Linked DNA regions of Sus scrofa: region 1 is linked to region 2. A link is a contact called in public HiChIP or PLAC-seq data. All regions are on one chromosome and are shown on one strand. Each heading gives the region's core, a stretch centred on a gene start, on an enhancer-like site or on the middle of the called end of the contact. The rest is flanking DNA. Distances are from core to core; before and after follow the strand shown. Region 1 holds the start of SLC25A19 (solute carrier family 25 member 19). Region 2 holds the start of GRB2 (growth factor receptor bound protein 2).

Region 1 (2,955 bases), core at 405-2,904, 93 kb after region 2:
AGTTAATCACTAAAGGGACGTTACCTCTAAGCTTAAATTATACAAGATCCCTATCTCTGGGAACTCTGTCTCCCACGAAATGAGAGTTAAGCTAAGATAGCTTTGTTGGAAGTTCCTGTTGTGACTCACTGGTAACGAGCCCAACTAGTATCCATGAGGATGCGGGTTCGATCCTCGCTCGGTGGCTTAAGGATCCAGTGTTTCCAGGAGCTGTGGTGTAGGTCACAGACGAGGCTTGGATCCTGAGCTGCTGTGGCTATGGCGTAGGCTGGCAGCTGAAGCTCTGAGTCGACCCCTAGTCTGGGAACTTCCATATGCCATGGGTGCGGCCCTAAAAGCCAAAAAAAGAAAAAAGAAAAAATTGCTTTGTTCAGCTCCCAGGAAACCTCCTGACCAGGCCCATCTGTGTGACTGCAGGAAAGAATAAATTAACACATCCCTTCTGAGGCTGACTGGAACCAGGAACTGTGTGACTCCCTCATAAAAGAAGCCGGAATTCTAACCCAGGCCAGACAGTTCTTTGGGACAAGAGTCCACCATCTTCTCAGTCTGCTGGCATTCTCAATAAAGTCATTATTCCTTGCCCCCAAAACTCCTCTTTCATTTTTTTTTTTTTTAATTTTCCTCTTCCAATTTATTGGCTTGTCCTGCAGTGAGGCCAATAAATTGAGTCTGGACTCCGCACCAGTGGCACATAGCTGCTGGTATAGAGGAAATGAGACTGACCAAGGGTTGGTTAATTGCTGAAGTTCAGTAATGACTATATGGTGGCTCATTGAGCTGGTCTCTCTACTACTGCATATGCATGAAAAGATTTTAAATTGTGCAATAAAGGAGATCCTGCAGTGCCAAAAGGTGTTAAGAATCCAGTGTTGCCACAGCTGAGATTTAGGTCACAGCTGAGGTTCGGATTCGATCCCTGGTCCGGGAACTTCCGTAGGCCACAGGACAAAAGAAAAAAAAAATTAAAAATAGATATTGTGCGTCAAAATGATTGCACTAATGTAAAAAACAATTTATTTAAAAATCAGGAAGAAATACTGTCCTGCAAAACGCTGATGCTATTTGCGTAAGAAAGGTAGGATGAGTCATTTCCCCTTTATTTCTACATTTTCTGTAATATGTCTATGTATTTTTATTTTCCTAAGGGCAAACAAAACCTCTGTATTTTTGCCGTCCCCATCTTGGACTTAAAAACTCATCTATTCCCTCCTCCATGGCCTCCAGGCTTTGATTAAGCTTCCCGCCATCTTTTCCAAGTTTAGATTATCCGGATTCTGGAACTACGACGGTTTTGAGGAAAGGAGGTCAAGTCCAGAACGCCCTAAACTTCCGCCGGCCAGCAGGCTGATCTAAAGCGCGGGCCACTTTGCACCGCGACCTCCAAGTACGCAGTCTGGCTTGGGACCCGCCTCCTTCCAACGCGTGGGTTATATTTGCGCACGCGTGCGCCGAGGGACTACATCTCCCAGGAGGCTCTGCGCCTCGCGGGGTAAGGGGGCGGTGAAAACAACCTTGGTAGCGAAGGACTACATTACCCAGAGGTAACTTGAGAGGCGTTGGTCCAGGGGCGGCTTGCAACCATTGGTTCAGCGTCTGTCGGAAGCTGCGCGGTGATTGGTCCCGAAGCCCGTCGGTTCCTGCCAAGAGCAGTTAAATTTTGCTGTTAGCGTGCGCGAGAAGGGAGGGAGAGAAGAGCGCGGAGAGTTCTGCCGCGCCCTCTGAGCTGGGTGAGTGACCTTTACCTCCTCCCTCCTGGCACTTTTCTCGGGGACCTGCACCGTCGCTCCCCTGCTCCCCGGGAGGGGCCCACACGCGCAAGTACTCACGCGGGGGCTGGGACTGTACCCACACGTGTCACGTCTGACGTGAGAAGCATCTTCAGGGACGCAGGGAGCAAAATCCTGGACACGCCCCGGGCACTTCTACACGCGGGAGCCCACCTCGCGGGTGTCTTCTCTGACTCGGAGAGAAAAAACACGCTCAAAGGCACACGTGGACATCTGTGTCCACACGTGGGCACATCTGCAGAGACTCTCAGCTGAGCCCAGGGGCACACACGCTCACCGCGGGAGACCTGCATAGCTGCTGCAGTAGTAAAAGGGGAGTGGCTAAGGGAGACACCAGCGGCTCCCTATCTTCTGAATACTGAATTGTATCATACATGTAATCATATTTCATTTTTTATCTTGTCTCTTCAGATTAAATATCAAGGCTTTTTGGTACAAGAAGGAAATTTTGAACCCGCAGAAAAAGTAAGGCCACTACTGAATTGTGATTTACAAGCCCTTTCACGTGTAAAAAAATTTTACCTTTCTTACAGAGCTTATCACACATGATATCTTGGATGTTCCTTCCAGGAATCTGGCTAGGCAGGGCCACCATCATTACCATTTTCCAGAAGAAAATGAAACCTGCTAGGGGTCCAATCTGAGATATAGCCACGGGCCTACACCACAGTCACAGCAACGCAGGATCTGAGCCGAGTCTGTGACCTACACCTCAGCTCAAAGCAATGGCAGATCTTTAACCCACTGAGCAAGGTCGGGGATTGAACCTTTGTCCTCATGGATGCTGGTCAGATTTGTCTCTGCTGAGTCATGAAGGGAACTCCCTTCTTTTTTTTTCTTATAAAGTAGTTTTCTATTTATTTATTTATTCTTAGGACCACACCCATAGCATATAGAGGTTCCCAGGCTAGAGGTCAAATTGGAACTGCAGCTGTGAATCTACACCACAGCTCACAGCAATGTGGGATCCTTAACCCACTGAGTGAGGCCAGGGATCGAACCCGCATCCTCATGGATCCTAGTAGGATTCTTAATCCACTGAGCCACAGCAGGAACTCCCTGAACTCAGGCTTCTTGATTTGAGGTGTAAGATTATGTCCAGCTATACAGAACGCCTACTTATAGAAATGCCCCCTTCTTGACAGCAGGGAACCAGCACTGCTCA
Region 2 (2,803 bases), core at 102-2,601:
CTACGCCAGAACCACAGCAATGCGGGATCTGAGCCGCGTCTGCGACCTACACCACAGCTCACGACAACGCCAGATCCCCAACCCACTGAGCAAGGCCAGGGATCGAACCCGCAGCCTCATGGTTCCTAGTCAGATTCATTCACCACTGTGCCAGGACAGGAACTCCCACGTTTCTTAATTTTTATATCTTGCTCTTTTGGTGGCTTCCGGAATTCACATCACCGTCAGATGCTCTGTTCTCTCCTTTGATTGGGACTGAAAAATAAGAGTTACTCCTCCAAGCCTCATCTTCTGCCACTACCAGGTAACTCACCCCGCCTCATACAGGAATCAAACTACTTCGCGTTGCAGGGAACACGATGCCCACGCCTCCGTTCCCTCGTACGTGCGTGCTGTTCCCTTTGCCTGGAATGCCCTTGCAATGGCTTCTCTGGCAAACTCCTACTCATCCTCCAAGACAGCTCAGATAACGCCACAGCGTTCTCCGAGAACGCTTTTCTGAGATGGGAGGAGCGGCGACCCCTCGCCTCTCCTCAGCCTTCTCCAAATAATTCTGACCGTACTTATGGTATTATTTGTTCTTTCCCTCCTATAGATCTTGAATTCGTTTCTGTGCAGAAAGGGCCCGGATTTCTGTTCTTAGTTGGACCCTCTATACTTGACACAGTGCTTAGAATGTACTAGGCACTTGGTTCAATCGATGAGCGAACGAATATGTTCATTCACCTAACGCAGCAGAGTTTGTTTGGACCAGATTCTCAAATATTTCCAGACCTGATCCTCTATTTGGCTTGCTTCACGTGGGAGGGAGATTCCCCCCCAACCCCGCCAAACTGGGTTGGTGGAAGGGGAAAACGAAGTGATTAGGGTGTGCATAAAAGTCCTTTCTTGGCTGGGGGAAAAATGTAATTGTAATGTATACATGTAAGGATAACCTGACCCCCTTGCTGTACAGTGGAGAAATAAAAAAAAAATAAGTTGATATCGGCCATCAAAAGTAATATGACAATTGAATCATGCAAATGTGGGGCATAAAAAAAAAAAAGTCCTTTCTTTCGGAGGTGAGTTGTAATTGACCCGCTCTGGCACCGAAAGGGTTACGGCGACCCAGGGGTGGAGCCCTGTCGGTGCCACCTGCTGCGGGGCGGCCTGGCGCCTGCGCTCTGGCCTGTAGCTGATCTACCTGCGGGGGGCCTGGCGGAGGAGGAGCGCTTGCGCTCTGGGCCTTTTCCGCCGGGGGAAGTCTCGCGGGGGCGGGGCGGGGCGGGGCCGCACAGGGAAGTTCTCGCGGGACCCCGACCAGGAGCGGAAGCGAGGCGGCTGTGCTGCTTCAGCTACCGGACCGCGGCGGCGACGACGAAGACTGTGGCGGTGACGGCGGCGAGAATAGGCGCTGCCCTCGGGGAGCAGCAGAGGGGTCTGCGGCCGCTCGCACCGCTGCAGAGGGGCCGGCCGGGCGTGGAGCGGAGCAGCTGCGCCACGGTGAGTGTGGCTGGCGGCGACGGCGCTGCTCGCGTGCTGCTTCCTCCCCGCTTCGTCGCGGGAGTCGGCCCCGGGGGACCGGGCCCAGGGTACCGTGGGCTGCCGGGCCTGGGGGTCGGGAGTGCGAGGCTCCGGGCGGGGAGCGGAGCGCCCGGGCTCCGGGCTCCATGTTTCCCCTTTTGGGGCGCTTCCTTCCCGGGGACCGTCCTCTCAGTACCCTTGGCTTGGAACAGAGCCCTGGACGAGAGGCTGGGGGCTCCTGATTTAATTTTATGCTTTCTTCGTGAAGGTTTGCACAGGGGGGACCCGGAGAAGCCCGAGAACACAGGGTAATCATTCTGTGAGTCAGTGTGACTTGGCCCGGGAGGCGGGGGATTCGAGGCGGGTTGCAAATATGGTGATTGATGCTCCTTCGACCTATACGGCCACCACGTCACCAACTCCTGGTGTTTGGGGGCCGAATTTTGGGAGGAAACCCACCAACCCTATTAATACTGTGAGCGAGGACGTTTGTTACCGGAGCCAGTAGAAATACCTTTACTTTTATTGCGCTTTTTTTTTTTTTTTGACTGCTTCCCTAAAAACATTTGTTAAGAAAAGTAAGCAGCAGTTAATCGGAATGCTCCGAAGAAAGATTTCCGTGATCGAGGGCAGAGAATCGCTGGCACTTTTCATTTGCAGCTCTCTCTGTGTATAGGATTGTAAAGCCATGCTAGTTAACAGCTTATTTAGGGAGTTCACCTAGGCTGGCTTCAGATGCAGCAAAAGTATACTTTGCAGAAGAGCCGAAGTGCCCTCGCGGGTTCTGTCTTTTGCTACTCTTGAGTCTCAGAAGAGGGTGGAAAAGAAAGGCGCACTAGAGAAATTCGCTTTAGTCTTCTGGGCTTTCTAGTCCCTCTGTTCACTTTGCACTCCACAGTTGCTGCCTTTCTAAACTTCTCCCTTGTCTTCTGCGGCCACGAAATGCTTACTCCGTATAATGCAAGTCACTTGCCCCCTCCCCCCTTTTAGTCTAATCTACTTCCCCTTCCTCCTTATTGTCCCTTTTGGCATAATTTTTTGAGGTTTCTGCTCTTTCGCCCGTTCGTTTTTCTCCCTCATTTAAAGATTCCGTTTCTCTCCCGGAAAGATGATGCCCTCTTCCCTGCTTTATCCTTTGCTGTGAAGCGTCCACTGTGTTTCTTCAGTCAGCCAGAAGGGTTGCTAGAGAGCTGTGCGAGACTTAAGGTCTCCCCCTGGGAGCTGGGAGGCTCAAAGGATTGAGTTCAGCCGTAACCAATACTGCACTAATACTGCACTAGATCACAAGTGTAGCTTGCTG

What was found. HiChIP or PLAC-seq counts read pairs in DNA pulled down with a chosen protein or histone mark.
Region 1: an H3K27ac HiChIP or PLAC-seq map of alveolar macrophages shows a contact between it and region 2. The contact joins the promoter of SLC25A19 here to the promoter of GRB2 in region 2. A contact is called at or near these places in 2 of 5 promoter capture datasets (fetal liver and liver), 9 of 47 Hi-C or Micro-C datasets (embryonic fibroblasts, epiblast stem cells, heart right ventricle and 2 more) and 2 of 2 datasets of contacts at active chromatin or transcription factors (alveolar macrophages and skeletal muscle).

What each region holds. Positions count from the first base shown.
Region 1 is chr12:6,032,007-6,034,961 of Sscrofa11.1, forward strand. It overlaps SLC25A19 (solute carrier family 25 member 19), which reads left to right and starts at 1,655. Exons shown (of 8, transcript NM_001164514.1): 1 at 1,655-1,730; 2 at 2,202-2,255. LOC102165522 (a long non-coding RNA gene) reads right to left here and starts at 1,640. Exons shown (of 3, transcript XR_002336994.1): 1 at 1,539-1,640.
Region 2 is chr12:5,939,372-5,942,174 of Sscrofa11.1, forward strand. It overlaps GRB2 (growth factor receptor bound protein 2), which reads left to right and starts at 1,352. Exons shown (of 6, transcript NM_001137628.1): 1 at 1,352-1,482.